Linked DNA regions of Bos taurus: region 1 is linked to region 2. The links are chromatin contacts, called in public Hi-C maps. All regions are on one chromosome and are shown on one strand. The core of a region is the stretch at or near the end of the contact, and the rest is flanking DNA. Distances in the headings are between cores, read along the strand shown. Region 1 holds the start of NCOA7 (nuclear receptor coactivator 7). Region 2 holds the start of HINT3 (histidine triad nucleotide binding protein 3).

Region 1 (5,169 bases), core at 1,214-3,713, 180 kb after region 2:
GGATCGAACCCAGGTCTCCCACGTTGCAGGCAGACGCTTTACTATCTGAGCCACCGGGGAAGTCCCAGTGTCAAAATTCAACTTAAATGTTGAGATAACTGATTTTGACTATTTATGCAAAGAAGTAATTTTAAAAATACAGTTAAGCTTCAACCACCATAGGGTAAACAAATATGTTTTAAACCTAAACTGTCTTTAGATGAAGCCTGAAGCACAGCTCATTTCAACAAATAACCCATGAGCACCTATTATGCATCAGACCAGGGGATTAGGACACTGAACAAGAGGAAGTCTCTGTCCTCCTGGAGCTCTCAACCTTAATACGTTAATAAAATCGGAGCGTACAATGATCCACTTTCCCAGACTCTAAACTTTACTGCTTAATACGAAATTTAAAAATGATAGCCTGTGAAGAGATAATCTTGCCAAAAGGTTATCGTTCGTTCTGATGTACGAAATTTACACTTGGCAGAGAAGAAACAATTTATAGCCAGTTTCTCAAAAGTACAAACCTTATTAACATCTAGCTGGAAGCTAGGCTGCGCCCAAGGCTGCCTCTGCTGGCCGACTCCGAGCATCTTTCCAGCAGATTCTAAACTCCCTACACCTGTATCAAACTTGCCATGCTCCCGAACACATCTCTTCATGAAAGCTGAAGGCTTGCTCCCAGGTAGGCAGCACGAGAATTCCCCAGCCTCATCTAGCTCCTGAATATCTGATTTCTAAAGGGGCCTTCTCCAACTGGCCCTAAATGACTGACTATAAGAATCTGAGACGTCAATTTCACGTATCAATCAGCTAGCTCCGAAATACATCAAAATCCTGAGTGACTTCTACCTGCCGCTAGAATAACTCTTTGCGTGGCTGCACACTGGGAGAAAACAGGAAGGCATCTGTTCATCAGGCCGAAAAAATACGGTGACATTTATCCACCTGAGCTGCTGAAAATTCGGCGGTGCTCCCTCTCTCCATCCCCCACTAACCCTCACACCAATCCATCCTCCCCACCCCTGCAAGCAGCGCGGGCCCCTCCGGGCCCAGGGGCTGGACGGGGAAGGGTCACGCTCTCCTTCGCCACCGCTCGGCCTCCCGAGCTCAAGAGGAGGCTGTCAGGTTAACGGGGGGGTGCTGCGCCCAGCGCCATTAGAACACCTCCGAGCGCCGCACCGAGCTCCGGCGGGAGGCAAGTTTCGCGGGTCCCGGCCCCGGCCCCCCGCCCCTCCGCAGCGGCAGCATCAGCCGCAGGTGGCGGCCAGGGCTGGTCCCCGCCTCGCCACCTACCTACTACAGGGCGGGGGCGCCGGCTCCTCGGGTCCCGGAGAAGGGCGTCGGGAGTTCGCATTTCTGGGAGCGGTGGCCTCTGCCGCTGGGCGCGGGGGAGCGCATCCTCCGGGGTGGGTGGGAGGAGGGGTCGGGGGAGGACCGCGCGGTGACGCGGAGCTGGGGCAGGAGGGAGGAGCGCCCAGGCGCGCGCCCCGCGGGACCAGCGTCCCGTGCTAGTGGACGCGGTGGCCAGTGCCACCGGGACTCCTCAGGCCTCTCCCCTTCGCGCGGCGCCTAGCCAACCCTGCGGGTACGCCCGCGAGTCAGGACATCGGCCGCGACAGGCTGCCGGGCCCGGCCGGAGGCGGGGAGCTGCGGGTGGAACGACGCGGTGCAGACGCCCACCTCTAGCTCCGCCCGGTCCGCGCCACGCTCGGCGCCCCTCCGCCGCGGCGGGGGCCGGGGAGCTCGGCGGTTTGGCTCGGTCGCTTGGGCTGCAGCTGCTGCATCCTCCCCGCCCCGGCGATCTCCGGGCTGGGAGGCTGGGGGCACCCGCGACTGCTGGCAGCCTCGGCTGCCCGGGCGCAGCCCCTGCCCTGGCCCGGCGGCTCCGCCCCGGAGAGCTGCGCGCGCGGCCTCTGCAGGCCGCGGCCCTTTGTGACGCCTCCCGGGAGCGAGCTCGTGGCGCTTCCCGCGGCTGGCCGGCCGGCGGCGGAACCTAAGAAGGTCTTCTTACCTCACCCCGGGCGGGTAATCCCCTACTGCTGGCCACTACACTCAGTGTGAATACGGCTTTGAGAGCAGAGCTCGAGTTCGTGTCTCTCGAGCATAAAAACCTTGAGGTTCCTTGTAGCTCGGGGACCGCTGGTCACAGTAAATTCATCCTTCTGTCCTTTCCGGCGTTGTGTTTCGCAGTGGGGCCCCCATGTCCTCCCCCCTCCCGCTCCCATCCTCCGCACAGCATCCGGGGTGCTGCCAAATTGCTGTCATTGCAGCATGGGGACCGAGCAATTGAGCTCTCCAGGCTGACTCTTGGCAAAGACCCGAGGGAGCCTGGGTTGGGAAGCTTGGCATCAGCTGCGGGCCAGTGCCTGTGAGCTTCCCATCCCCATTGGGGAGCTGTTCCTTCTAAGGTCCCATGACCAGCACTGCAAGATGACTAGGAGGATTTGGCCGTGAAATTGACCCTTACGTAAGGAAGAGACTTAATGGTGGAGCCTGCAGCTGGTGCGATAACACTGGTGTGTCAGAGGCCAAACACACAGGCCCAAGAGATAGCAGCCTCCGCTGGCTTGTTGTTGCTGCTTATGCTGTAACAGCCTCTCATGAAAGACAAGCGAAGCATTTCACAGAGATGGCTTTGGAATTTCAGTTGCAACTGGTCACGTTATACTGTCTTGCAAAATATGGAATAATTACCCAATTCTGCACTGAGCATGTATAAAACTGGGCCTCGGGTTTACATCTTTTTGCTTTGAATGTGAGGAATTGGAAATTTTCCTCTTTTTTTTTTTTTCTTTAGGCATTATGTTATTTGTAAATGACTTCCAAGGGAAAATAAGGCTCCTGCAATTTAAAGAGCTGATTTCATTGAATCAGAAGAGGTTTGGGACCTCCAGAGAAACTGAGAGGCTCTCACACTTCTTTGATGTTTTTGAAATCTAAGATTAATGTAAAAACTGGCAAAGACACGTTCCATAGCAGTACAAGCTGTGGTAAAATCGTGATAAAACTTTTAAGATGAATTCTTCTACGTACGTAGACATCCAGTGGGGTAGGACCTGTGTTGTGTATGGGTCAGGAAACACAGGCCACAAGCCTCGGTTACATCCAGAGACTGATTTGATCGAAAGCCCCATTTTATTTTCAAAAGTACCTATTATTATTCATGATATTTTGCCCCATATTCAGAACAACTTGACTAACATATGTATATATGTGATGAATAAGTGAAAGAATGAAGTCACCCAGTGAGGTTTGGCAGTTGCTTACTCTTAACATTTGTTAAGAGGTCTGCTTTAGATTGTAGTTTGTGCAGGAAATGTCCCTTGAGTTGCAATTCTGGACTGTTTCCAACCTTCCACCAGGAGTCCCCTTTTGTTTTTCTCTCTATGGACCCCAGATTTTGTCAAGAAAAAAACAGCGATCTTTTTTTATTAGACAAACATTTTAAAAGTACTAACCATCAATTATAAAATGTTTCTCTGCCTCTCAAAAACATTGCTTCTAATTTAAGGATCCTCTTTACTATCTTCATGAACTGCTCTAGAACTACAGGCTACCTCACATGCTTATTATAACATTTTATTACAGTGAAAGTTTCGGTAGAATAAAGACTTCTGCCCTTCAGTTTAAAGAGGGAGAAAATTCCCCCTTAACTATTGTTTTTTCATTTACTCGACGTTTACTGATTTGCCTAAGCCTTGTCTTTACAGAGAAATCCAAAGAAATAAACCATTTCCTTATGCTCTAGATCTGTGCTGTCTCATACAGTTCCCACTAGCCACATGTGCCTATTTAAATTTAAACTAAATTTAAAATGTAGTTTTTCATTCCACTAGCCACATTTCAAGTGCTAAAGAGCTACGCACGGCTAGAGACGACTCATTGGACAGCAGAGAATAGAAATTTCCATTATTTCAAGAAATCCTTTTGGACAGCACTGCTCTAAATAGAAAGTGAAATTTTAATTGAAATAAAAGATATAGTATATAAACTTATTTGGGAAATCTTAGTACAGTACAAATCAAACCTCAGTAGAATGTGTACTTCTTAACAGGGTAATCTCTAAGATTTCAGGCTCTGACTTCAGACTTCAGCTCCATCACATGCTTACCTTGGGTAAATAATTTAACTTCTGTTGCTGTTATCTGTAAAAGGCAGATGATAACAGTAACAAATATCAGGATTGATATAGGGCTTCCCTGGTGGCTCAGACGGTAAAGAATCCACCTGCAATGTGGGAGACTTGGGTTTGATCTCTGGGTTGGGAAGATCTGCTGGAAGAGGGCGTGGCAACCCACTCCAGTGTTCTTGCCTGGAGAATCCCTCTGGGCAGATGAGCCCGGCGGGCTACAGTCCTTGGAGTCACAAAGAGTTGGAAACGACTGAGCTTCTAAGCACAGCACAACACACACAGGGATTAAGGGCTTCCCAGGTGGCTCAGTGGTAAAGAATCCACCTGTCAATGCAGGAGAAGCAGGTTCAGTCCCTGGGTCAGAAAAACACCCTGAAGAAGGAAATGGCAACCCACTCCAGTATTCTTGCCTGGCAAATCCCATGGACAAAAGAACCTGACAGGCTACAGTCCACTGAGTCACAAGTTTAGTTCAGTCACTCAGTCTTGTCTGACTCTTTGCGACCCCGTAGATGGCAGCACGCCAGGCGTCCCTGTCCATCTCTCAGAACCTACTCAAACTCATGTCCATTGTGTCAGTGATACCATCCAACCATCCTCTGTCACCCCTTCTCCTCCCGCCTTCAATCCTTCCCAGCATCAGGGTCTTTCCCAATGAGTCAGTTCTTCGAATCAGGTGGCCAAAGTATTGGAGTTTCAGCTTCAGCATCAATCCTTCCAATGAATATTCAGGACTGATTTCCTTTAAGATTGACTGGTTGGATCTCCTTGCAATCCAGAGTCAGACACAAATTAGCAACTAAACAACAGCAAAAACAATAGGAATTACATGAGATAATCCATGAATGATGTTTAGACTAAATTCTGGAACATGACTTCCAAGAAAGGTACTTTTACAGCAATATACGTTATTATAAGAGTTTTTTTTTTTTTTAATTATACCCTTAGCACTCCTCACTGTACTTGGGTAATAGAAAGTGCTTGGTAGACACTGAGTTGATGAGAAATTATAAGGCAACACTGATTTTATGTCTTTGAGGGCCTCGATT
Region 2 (5,120 bases), core at 1,594-4,093:
CTTACTAAAATTTTAAAACTGCATCCCTTTTCTCTTTTGTTGTTCCCCATCTAAGAAACTATGCATTTTATTTATTATGTTGCTTATTGTCTATTTCCTGTGAGTAGAATGTAAGCGCCACGAGGACGGGGATTTTTGCTCATTTTATTTGTTGCTGTATCCCAATGCCTCCAGCAGTGTCTGGCACACAGAAGGCACTCATGTAAATGCTGAGTAATGGACGGGTGACTGAATTTCCTCTTTCCCAGGGATAAAGCTCTACCTCTTGGGGCCAGTTTAAACCTTTCTCCATTGGCACCTGCCCATCGGGATTTAAGCACACCAAAGACTTCCCTGTTTTATAAAACTTTCTCTTAACTCCACCTCCTCCTGTAGTTACCACTATCTCTCCCTTCTCCCCAAGACTGCCAAACTTCCTTCAGAACTTGTCTGTCTTTGCTGTCTTCAATGTTTTAGGTTGAATCTTGAGGTTTTCATCAGCGATCTGCCCTCTGCCCCATCACTGCACTGCAGTTGTTCTCCTGAAGGTCAGCGGTCATCACCCTGGGGACAAAACCAGTTCTAATCTAAGTTGGCCTCTCTGCATGCATACTGGAGAGTCATCCAACCCAGATATGAGGATGAGGGAAGGTAGATACTGCTGCCAATTCCTATCTCCTCAACATATTCCTTTCTCTTCGCTTTCCTAGTTTTCCCTTTGTTTCTCTGTCCCCTTTACAGGTCTTCATCCTCTACCTGTCTCTTACGATGTTAGGGTTCTTCAGAGTTCTGTGCAGGGATCCCTTCACTACCCTACAAATATGTCCTGCTGCTGCTGCTGCTGCTGCTAAGTCGCTTCAGTCGTGTCCGACTCTGTGCGACCCCATAGACGGCAGCCCACCAGGCTCCCCAGTCCCTGGGATTCTCCAGGCAAGAACACTGGAATGGGCTGCCATTTCCCCCTCCAATGCATTAAAGTGAAAAGTGAAAGTGAAGTCGCTCAGTCCTGTAGGACTCCCAGCGACCCCATGGACTGCAGCCTACCAGGCTCCTTCATCCGTGCGGTGATAATTTCCCTCTTTTCAATTTCCACCTATAAGCTGGCAGTTCCTATCATCTGGGCTAGAAATGCAGACCTCTGCATTGTCAGACCCCTAATTATTCCTAAATTGATCTGCTTTTCTTCATCCCCATTATTACATTTTATATTAGGCTGGATTACCTCAACAGCTTCATAACCAATCTCTATGCCTCCAGCCTGGTCCTCTCCCAAACATTCTCCCCCAGGGTACCAGATGATCTTTCAAAGATCAAACGTTTTCATGGACCTCAACCATTTTCTTCCAACCCAGCATCAACAGTAGCAATAAACTGTGGAGCTTCCTTCCTTTCACTCTTTAAATAAAGCCCAAACTGCTTAATATGAAGTACAACAGCCTTAATAACTTGGCCCTCGCCTACCTCTCCACCCTCATCTTTTACCACTCACCCCTTCAAACTCTATCTGTGCTCCAGTTAGATTGAATTTCTATTCGCCAGTGGCAGAGATCAAACCGCGGAAGGTTCTCTTTACCGAAGACATTCTTCTCTCCTCCTCCTCACCTGACCATACTTATTTTTTCATGTCTCACTTCCTCTGGAAGCTCTTCCCTAACCCTTCAAGTCTGGTCAGGTGCCCCTCCCACGGGCCTTGCAAAATACTGCAGGTAGTAAAACCGTCTCACCGTAGCACGGTGCACTATCAGCTGCCTCTTCTGTCGGTACTAACTCCACCCTTTAGATTATAAAATGTAGACAGGGACTACTAGCCTTTATTTACCTTGCTCACCACTGAATTTCCAACAGTGCTTAGAAGGAATTCAATTTACTTTTAACCAATGAACGATTACTACAAAACAAAAACAAAGCCCAGAATCTTTGGAGCTGATTCTTTCAAAAGACTGTTTCTTTAAAGGCCAGTCAAGCTGGTAGACGAAAGTGCCTACCCGATATCTGTTTTAAAATATCTGAGCAAAGTCTAAATGCTCTGAAAATTTCCACATATCCTAACTGATAATAACACTTCTAAGGAACTGGACTCTTTAGTGGAAATCAGAATGCATTAACTAATTGTGTGACCACGGACCACTTCTGCCAGCCTATTTTCAGTCAATCTAACAAATGGGCTTTTCAGTCACCATTATCTATTTTCTACTAGTTTGTTTTCAGTATCAGTATTTGCAGAACGTAAAGGCAGTGTCTAGAAAAGGGGGGGGAGGTGGGGTAGGAGGAGGTTCCTTTAATAAAATCAGAGGTCACTATTGTCCACCGACCACCTCGGCAGCTGCGGAGAGAGGTTTTATATCTACATTGTCTCCCATTAGAACAGTAAACGAGGCTGGCGACACTCCCGGCGCCTAGAGAAACAAGCCTGTCTGTATCACTAGGACACCCAGCCTCCCCCAGTTCCATTTACCCAGGACCGTCCCCACCCGATCCACGCCGGCGAGGCCCCCCTGAGCTGAGGCGCCCTAAGCGGAGCTCCCCAAGGGCGTTCCGGATCCCACCCGCGCCGGGTCGCGCGTCGCAGCCCACCTCACAGTGCAGGAGTTCAGTGCCGGGATCCTGGTGCGCCGCGATCCGGCAGAACACGCACTTGCTACTGTAGTTCGCGAGCTCCGGGGACTCTGCGGCGACCGCGGGGGTCTCCCCTGGGGACCCCGCGGGTTGGGCAGCCGCCACTGGCTCAGAGCGGGCACACGACTTCCCTAAACCGCATTCCTCCTCCTCCATCATCGCACCCGCTCTTCTGCGCCGCTGAGAGACCTCTCCGGGACAACAGGGCCTCTTGCAGTTAGCCTCCTGCACCTCCTAGATTTTACCTCGAGGCGTCGCCCCTCGTCTGGCGCTGGGCCGGGCCGGGAGCTGGGCACAGCGCGGATCCAGGGCGACCGGAGCCGCAAGGTGACTCGCCGCGGAGCCGCAAAATCCAGAGGCTGGCCTTCACGCTGACTGCCACGCGGGGGCGCGCAAGGACGCGACACGGAAGAGCCGCCGCCACCGGCGGCAGTCGCCCATCCCCGTGCGTCTCGGTGGTAACGACTCAGGACTTCCGCCACAACGCCGGCTCGCGCCCCACGCCGCGATGACATCACGTTCGCGCTCTACCCGGGAGCCGAATGGCACTTATTGACCGTTCTGAACGTCATCTCCCGGAAGCCAGCAACATAAAGTGCCTCGAGTGTATAATGATGTCTTAAAAAAAAAAAAAAAAGTTTTAAAAAATTCGTAGGTTTTACGAGAATGAACATTTCTAGAGCTTTGATGCTTTGGGTATCCATTTTCTACAATGATAATCTTAGGTGATAAGGCTCAAAATATCAAACAGAACTTCACACCTGTTTTTACCTTTTGTTGTTATTATTGACAGCACCAGCTAGATCAAAATAGTGGGCTTTATCTCATTCTTTATACACAGATAAATGCGGAATCCTGTAGTTTATAGTCTGACATATTCCAGAACTTCATAGAAATTGACGAGGAATTGACCTAGAAACTTTAAGAAATTGACAAGAAATTCAGGCTTTCTTGGGAGTTGTGCTTCGGGAAAGAGCGAAAAATGAGTAACACATTCCCTTGCTGGTTCCCTGGGTTGGGAGGGGTGCATGAGTTGGTCCCTTAAATGGGATGAGGGCGGGGGCAGATCTGGTGGTCTTTTGGCGGGGGTGGCTTAGGAGGTCTGCCCACCCACCCCCCACCCCCTTGGTGCTGTGTGCAGGGATCATGAGTAATGCCCTCTTTCTGCTCAGGACATCACAGAAGTAGCAGTTGGGTTTTTGGTCTTTTTGTACCTTGTTTATAATTTGTTCAGGCTTTACTTCAGTTCAATTCAGTCCCTCAGTCCTGTCCAACTCTTTGTGACCCCATGGACTGCAGCATGCCAGGCTTCCCGGTCCATCACCAACTCCCTGGAGCTTGCTCAAAACTTGCAAGCAGTTATTTTTAGTCCTTTAGTTTCTTTATATTCTGTTGCTCAAGGAGACGTTTGTCCACATGCAAACACTGTAGCAAAGGGTCCCAAGTCCTCAGTCTCTCTCATTCCCGCCCTGTGAGCTTTCACACCCCTTGTTTTTAAGGGTTAAGGGGCTGAAGTTTTCCTCTTCTGAAGCATCTTCCTGCTGGACAGGGGTCTCAGACCCTAGCTTACACTGCTGCTGCTGCTAAGTCGCTTCAGTAGTGTCTGACTCTGTGCGACCCCATAGACAGCAGCCCACCAGGCTTCCCGTCCCTGGGATTCTCCAGGCAAGAACACTGGAGTGGGTTGCCATTTCCTTCTCCAATGCATGAAAGTGAAAAGTGAAAGTGAAGTCGCTCAGTCGTGTCCGACTCTAGCCACCCCATGGACTGCAGCCTACCAGGCTCCTCCATCCATGGGATTTTCTAGGCAAAAGTACTGGAGTGGGGTGCCATTGTGTAGAAGTCCCTTGCTGACTGTTTCAAGGACATGTAGGGACCTGGGCCACCCTCTGCTGGAATGGATTGAAACCCTTGAGCCATAATGAGCCTTACTTGAAACTGCTGGAGCCTAGAAGATACAAAGTTAACCAAAAGATTAACCAGACAAGGGCCAAAAAGAGCAATAATGGCCACTAAGGAGCCTAGAAATGGAAGGAACCAAGTTAACTTTGGGAGTAGGGCTCCTGTAACTGTTGACCAGACAGTGAGATTGTGTTGCTCTTGCCAAAATTGTGAAGCCTTTCTGCATGGGTATTTCTTTAATATTAACATCCACCTGTCCTGTTGCATTGATCTGGGCACAGCAGGAAGTATTAGTTACCAAACACACTCTGCCTTGTTCTGCCAGAAAGTAACAAAGAGCCAGGCAATTATGAAGAACTATATTAGCCAAAGAGACAAGAAGAGACAAGAAAGGTCTTAGGTCCCATTAAGGCTTGTTCTATCAGTTCCATCACATAACCACAGTCGGGTGAAATTTCTCAGTGTTACTTCATGATAAGTTAAACCTCCATGTAGAGCTGCCTGTCCTATGGCTAGCCCTGCCCTGTGCTAAGATCATTCCTTTTGCTCTCCAGATTCGGGAGTGAGCCAGCCTGGTCCTATTATAGATAATATCCCTCTTATCCCTATAGACCATACAGGAC

The links. Hi-C and Micro-C count contacts between places; a contact is called where the count stands out from the background.
Region 1: a contact with region 2 is called in a Hi-C map of skeletal muscle, with 4 times the contacts expected there. The contact joins the promoter of NCOA7 here to the promoter of HINT3 in region 2. A contact is called at or near these places in 2 of 11 Hi-C or Micro-C datasets (skeletal muscle and an unstated tissue).

What each region holds. Positions count from the first base shown.
Region 1 is chr9:25,517,866-25,523,034 of ARS-UCD2.0, forward strand. NCOA7 (nuclear receptor coactivator 7) reads right to left here and starts at 2,464. Exons shown (of 15, transcript XM_024996940.2): 1 at 2,000-2,464.
Region 2 is chr9:25,337,022-25,342,141 of ARS-UCD2.0, forward strand. HINT3 (histidine triad nucleotide binding protein 3) reads right to left here and starts at 2,844. Exons shown (of 5, transcript NM_174341.2): 1 at 2,554-2,844. The coding sequence starts at 2,754.